Linked DNA regions of Mus musculus: region 2 is linked to region 1. A link is a contact called in public HiChIP or PLAC-seq data. All regions are on one chromosome and are shown on one strand. The core of a region is the stretch at or near the end of the contact, and the rest is flanking DNA. Distances in the headings are between cores, read along the strand shown. Region 1 overlaps Denn2b (DENN domain containing 2B). Region 2 holds the start of Dennd5a (DENN/MADD domain containing 5A).

Evidence for each region. HiChIP or PLAC-seq counts read pairs in DNA pulled down with a chosen protein or histone mark.
Region 2: a contact with region 1 is called in an H3K27ac HiChIP or PLAC-seq map of stem cell-derived neural progenitor cells. The contact joins the promoter of Dennd5a here to the enhancer-like site in region 1. A contact is called at or near these places in 3 of 39 promoter capture datasets (the C10 cell line and cranial neural crest), 5 of 484 Hi-C or Micro-C datasets (CD8 T cells, the HL-1 cell line, embryonic stem cells and 1 more), 1 of 115 datasets of contacts at active chromatin or transcription factors (stem cell-derived neural progenitor cells) and 1 of 9 other capture datasets (embryonic stem cells).

The regions. Positions count from the first base shown.
Region 1 is chr7:109,535,270-109,538,102 of GRCm38.p6, reverse strand. It overlaps Denn2b (DENN domain containing 2B), which reads left to right. Exons shown (of 20, transcript NM_001001326.1): 12 at 2,732-2,809. Among named protein-coding and RNA genes, the nearest start is that of Snora3, 17 kb to the right of the region's middle. Within about 2 kb of position 1,527, at least 96 of the 459 cell types and tissues checked have an H3K27ac peak or open chromatin away from gene starts, as enhancers often do. A contact at or near this core is called in stem cell-derived neural progenitor cells and uterus, where this site is marked.
Region 2 is chr7:109,958,927-109,961,781 of GRCm38.p6, reverse strand. Dennd5a (DENN/MADD domain containing 5A) reads left to right here and starts at 1,360. Exons shown (of 23, transcript NM_021494.1): 1 at 1,360-1,708. The coding sequence starts at 1,600.

The DNA of each region.
Region 1 (2,833 bases), core at 278-2,777:
GGGTAGCCTATCTGACCAGACCCTGGGATCTAAGATTATATGCAATGATTGAAAGGACAGATCAACTTCTGCTTGGTTGTAAATCATTTTAGCTTTCTTGACTATTCTCTGTATTCGTCTTCCTTGGATTGTCATCTTAGATTGCTGACCTCTAGATATGATCATGTCACCCCACAGTTTATATTTACTCACTCCACGCCTGGCCATGATGTTGGGAGGAGCTCTATCTATGCTCTGGTAGGGCTGCAGTCTGAGCAGGGACTGAGGGGCATACCTCCTCTGGGGTTCTTGGAGAAAAATTTTGAACTTAGGGGAAAGATGTTGACTTTTGAAAATAAAAACTTTTTTTTCTCCCCAAAGAGCAATCTCTGTTTCTATCATTCCGGGGAAGGGGGTTGCTGTAGATCTACAAAGAACTAGTGGGAGAACAGACCCCAGGGCCTGTCTTCCCTTTTATTTTCCTCAAAGGTCAGTCATTGGGTTGTTGACAATGTTCTTTGGTTTCCAGGTATTAGTAGGAGAAGGCTGTGTCAGCTACCAGTCTAGAGAGAGATCCTAGACAGGAGCCTAAGAGTCCTAAAAGAAGGGTTTCGGGGCATCCATCCAACCATCCATCCACAAGCATTCATTGTATACCTGTTGTAGGTCAGGACATATCCTAAAAGTATATACACAAAAGTCTAGCATGTATCCTACCCTCGGTGTACCATAGCTAGTCTAGTAGAGGACGCCAACTTTTAGTATTGAATGGAAGGGCTGTGGAAGTAAAATTTTGCTTAGAATTTGTCATGTTCCAGGAGAGATGCTTCACTGGATTTATGTCTCTTATTTTTAAACATCTTTATGATAGCCTGTGGAGTACTATTAACTCTGACCCTGTAAATTAAGAAATTAAAACTCCAAGATGGAATGACTTGCCCAAGGTCACACAACTGTGAGGTGCGAGCCAGAACTGACTTCCAAATCCTTTATCACCAGTCTGGCATTCTTGAATCCCTACCCCAACCCCCAGAGGATGATCTAGGGAGAAAATGATATTTGGATATTGAATGCCGTGTGTGCTGAGGGACAGGGAAGGGGTCCAGATGCCAGGCTGGGAGTCAGGCAAAGACCAGCATGTGCCTGGATCCCTAGGGCATTGGAGAACATCGTAAAGGCTGCCTTTGACAGCACAGGGATGGAACAGAGCTGTGCTCTTTTGCAGTGGGCCTGCTGCCCCTAGGGAAGAGCATGTTTGTCCTGGCGCACTCAGAGAGGGCCTGGGCTGGGTCCCTGCCAAGGGGGCTGGCACTGGCTCGGCATTCCTGCAGATTGGACACAATGATTCTAACCCAAATCCCACATACTTGATTTAATCACTTGGGGCTTTAGGGGAGGTGGGGAGTGGGGAAGGGAAAGAGAGAGGAGTAAGTTTCAAGCCTAATATGGACAAAACAGATTCTGCCTTCTCTTTAGATCTGTGACTGTGGCCAGCAGGTTTGGAGACTGAAATAGCCCCATCTGTATTTGCTTAGCAGCCTGCATGAGGGGCCAGCACCTGCTGTTTTGCTCCCTCCCCACTAGGCCTTGCCAGGCACTCCAGGCCTCTGAACCCAGAGGCGGCCGTGGGGTCCTGCCAGCTCCTTGCTGGAGAATGAACTCACTCTAGTCTAACAGGGTTGCGCCCGCCTGCCTGGGGTGCTCACAGTATGTTTCTCTTCCTTCAGCTACGAACCTTTTAAACCCCTTTCCTTTTTGTTCTCTTTCACTTCATAGCATACCTCTACCCTGTGTCTGTGTTCCTTTCCCTCCTTCCTATCAGAAAACAGCATGTTTGGAGGTAAGACAGCAAGACGAAAGGCTGCACAGACTCCTGGCTACAGCCTTCTACTTATGCAAGCTTAGGCAATGGCTTAATCTTCATGAACTCAGCTGTCTCCTCTATAAAACTGGGTGATAATGCCACTCTCATACTCTTTTTGTATATAGTACCAGCGCTAGGACTCTGTTTTAGGAAACATTTCATAGAAAGTCATTCCCTTCTCTTGTTTTGCTTTTGCCTTCCTTGGGCTCGGATCAAAGGGAGAAAAGAGGTATTTTGCAGTTTCCCTCATGATGATGGGGAGGGAGAGATAAGGCCACATGTCCTGTTCCTAAAAGTGTCCACAGTCCCTTCTTAGGGGCTGGAGAGATGGCTCAGTGGTTAAGAGCCCTGGTTGCTCTTGCAGAGGACTCTGATTAGATTCTCAGCACCTACATGGTGGTTTACAAATGTCTGAAACCCCAGTTCCAGGGGATCCAGTGCCCTCCTTTGGCTCCATGGGCACAGGGCATACCTGTGATACACATACAAACATGCAGCAAAAACACTTATGCATAAAATAAAATGAATTAATCAAAAAAGATTAAATTTTTTAAAAAAAGTCATGAGTCCTTCTTGACATCACATCCTTTTGGGTAGCATCCTTAGGGGTGTAGATTCACAAATCACCCTGTAATCTCTGCCATGCTGCTGTGTCCTCTGCTAGCCACTAACTGTTTTCCTGGGATAAAGGATAGCGCCTACCTGGAGCTTGGCAGGAGATTGAGTGTGCCCTCTGGGGAGAGTGGCCTTTCTTTGGGAATCTGGTTGAGTTTAGATGTTTGGAGTCATCCTTACTAGAAGGACTATACTTAATGATCGGGTCCAGAGAAAATGAGACAGTTGTGGTATTCACACAGTCTTTGTCTCTCCTTCTCTCCTCCTCTCCAGCCAAGTGGGAAAGGGCCTCGGTTGCCAGAGGTGTACTGTGTCATCAGCCGCCTAGGCTGCTTCGGTTTGTTTTCCAAGGTAAGATGCTGACTTTCTCCCCAT
Region 2 (2,855 bases), core at 111-2,610, 420 kb before region 1:
AGCCCAGGTTCAGCCCTTGGGGAAGCCAATTGCCTTCTATAGTCCTTAGCTGGCTGCCTGCCAGAGCAAACCTGGCGCACACTATTCTGTAACAACAATGACAATGTATATAATATTTATGGAGTGCCTTCTATGTTCTGGGTATAATCCTCACCACTTTACCTATACATGCATTTATTTTGTACTTTGACAAAAATCATGCCTGTTGGCACCTAGAAATTACATAAGTAAGTTGCCAATATCATATTGTACATTATAAGTCAGAATTCAAACTGGGGGACTGTTTCTAGAGCCCATGCTAGCAGCCACTACAGTTTCTCTTCCTTGGCCTCTGATGTTACAGTACAGACCCACCTGAGCCTGGTGTGATGATGCAGGCCTTTAAGCCCAGCACTGAGCAGGCAGAAGAAAGAGTATTGCATCAGGGTAATACAGGTACATAGCAAGTTCTGGGTCAGACAGGTCTATAAGTGAGACCCTATCCAAAAAAACCAAATCAAATCAATCAACCAACCAACCACCAAAAGAAGACACATCTGGCTAGCTTCTGTAGAAAATGAAGTCAGAGGGTCTGTTCTTTAGACAAGAGACAAGGACCAGGAGGTTTCACCTGTTCAGCCACCCTTTCTCTTCTACAAGCAAATTCTCACTAGAAGGAAGAAAGGAATGAATGAATGAATGAATGAATGAATGAAGGGTGATGGATAGATGGATGAATGGACAGAGAATTCTGTGAGCATGAAAAGAACTAAGTGAAGGGGGAGGGAGACTTCTGGGGCTTCATGAAAGGGGGAGAGTTTGGTGCATGGAAGAAGCCCTGCTTGTGGGGTGCGGGGCAGTGAGCTAGCGCAGGATTCAAGCGTAGGGTTGTTTCTTGCATTTTTTGAGCCTCAGTTTCCCTATCTGCAAATTAAAGGTAAATAGAAGATAAGCTGACCCACTCTCTCCAAAGAACAGAGTTTCCTCAGATCTATTGGGGAAAGCTGACACTGAGGAGAGGTGACAAGGAGAAGCTGCTCTGTGGTGACAGTATAGGAGCAGGATTCGGTGGGCTTCACAGTTCAGCCCTGCAGCTCTTATGCCGGTGACACGGCCAGCACGAGCCACCATGGCCCACTCTTTCCGCACACCGCATCCGATTTCTCTAAAGGGTGTCGCAGTCGCGTGGAGGTGGCTGCAGTCGCGGGATCCCAGCAGCTGACCGCTGGCCACTCTGTGGTGGCTGCTCTGGAAGCCCAGGCCCCCGGGGCCCAAAGAGCATCACGTCATCCTTTGCGCCCGACGACCGCCCCTCCCCGACCGCGCGTGCGCACGCGGTGGCGGCGGGTGGGGGGCCGCGGTGGGGCGGGCGGCCGCTCTCCGCCCTTCCTCAGGCTTGCTCAGGCCGCGGTGCAGAGGACAGCGTCCAGGATGCGGCGCGGGGTGGCCCGGCGCCCCCCTGCCCCGGCACGGCAGCGGCGGCCGCTAGGACCCGGCGAGGCCCGGGGGCGGCGGCCGGAGCCTCGGTAGCGGCGGCGGAGGGAGCGGCGGCTGAGGGCGGGCGGGCGGCCGGGGGCGGGGGCTCGGCTCCGCGCGGCTTGCCCCGCTCGGCCCGGAGCCATGAGCGGCGGCGGCGGCGGAGGGGGCTCGGCGCCCAGTCGCTTCGCCGACTATTTTGTCATCTGCGGGCTGGACACCGAGACCGGGCTGGAGCCGGACGAGCTGTCGGGTGAGTGCGCGCGAGCCCGGGCTAGGGCCCGCGGGGCCCGCTTTGTCCCGGGAGCCCAGTGAGGGTCGGGCGAGCAGACGGGACGCGGGTCCCGCGGGCCTGCTGCCCCCCGCGCGGTGGTCGCCGCGTCGGCAACCTGGGGAGACGCGGACGCTGGGTGCGCTCAGAGGTCGAGGGGCTTAGTCCACAATGAAGGGAAGCTTGCCTTCTAGCACCCTTTTGGGAGGAAAGAAGTTAGCCCACTTCCTAGTGAGAGTTAGTCCCACCCAGACTTTTCAAAAGAGCAAAACAAAAACTTGATGAGTTTATTTGGCCTCTTCCCAAGAAGCCGGCGAGACCAGTTCCTCAAAACCGTTATAACTCACTCCTGAGCAGGCCAGGCCCGGGCTTTTCCTTCACAGTTCTGCCCCTCTTGATCGGACGTGAAGTGACAAATTGAACCGGGTTACACCAAGAACGGGTTCTCTCTTGGCGCTAGAAAAGAACTTGTACCCAGGGCCATGCTTTTGTTGTTGTTGTTGTTGTTGTTTGTTTTTTAAGTTAATGTCCTTTACCAGGCGAGGGTCATTTGTGAATGAAGGCAGCGCGTCCCAGTTGGACAGGTTGTGCAGTGTTGTGATGCCTCTCAAGTTATCTTTCGAAGAGGAAGTGATGGGGGAGTGACAGTGAGGCCCTGATGAGATTTGGCACCCATTGCTTGAAGGTGTAAGAATTATAAAATCCCCGGTGAATTCCTGCGCGCCCACATTGGAGTTGCAACAGTTTTGAAAAGTTTTTGGGTGGCCAGTAAGCAGGTTTCAGTGGTTGGAGGCTTGTCGTGTTAGACTTTAAAGTTATGTCATGCTGATTCGATGAGGGAAACTCCTCTCCCCCTTTCTGTCACGATGTGGTAGTCATTGAACACCGTACAGTTTCTCTATTGAAAGTGATCATCCAGTCTTGGATTTTTTTTTTTTTGTCACTCCAGTTTGTTTGTTTGTTTCTCCTCCGATTCTTCTTCTTCCTCCTCCTCCTCCTTGTCTTCCTCTTTCTCCTCCTTATCTCTCCAACCCCCCACTGGTTTCTTGGTGTAGCTCTAGTTGTATTAAAACACACTCTGTAGGCCAGTGTGGCCTCAAAGTCAGAGATTTGCCTGCCTCTGACTCTT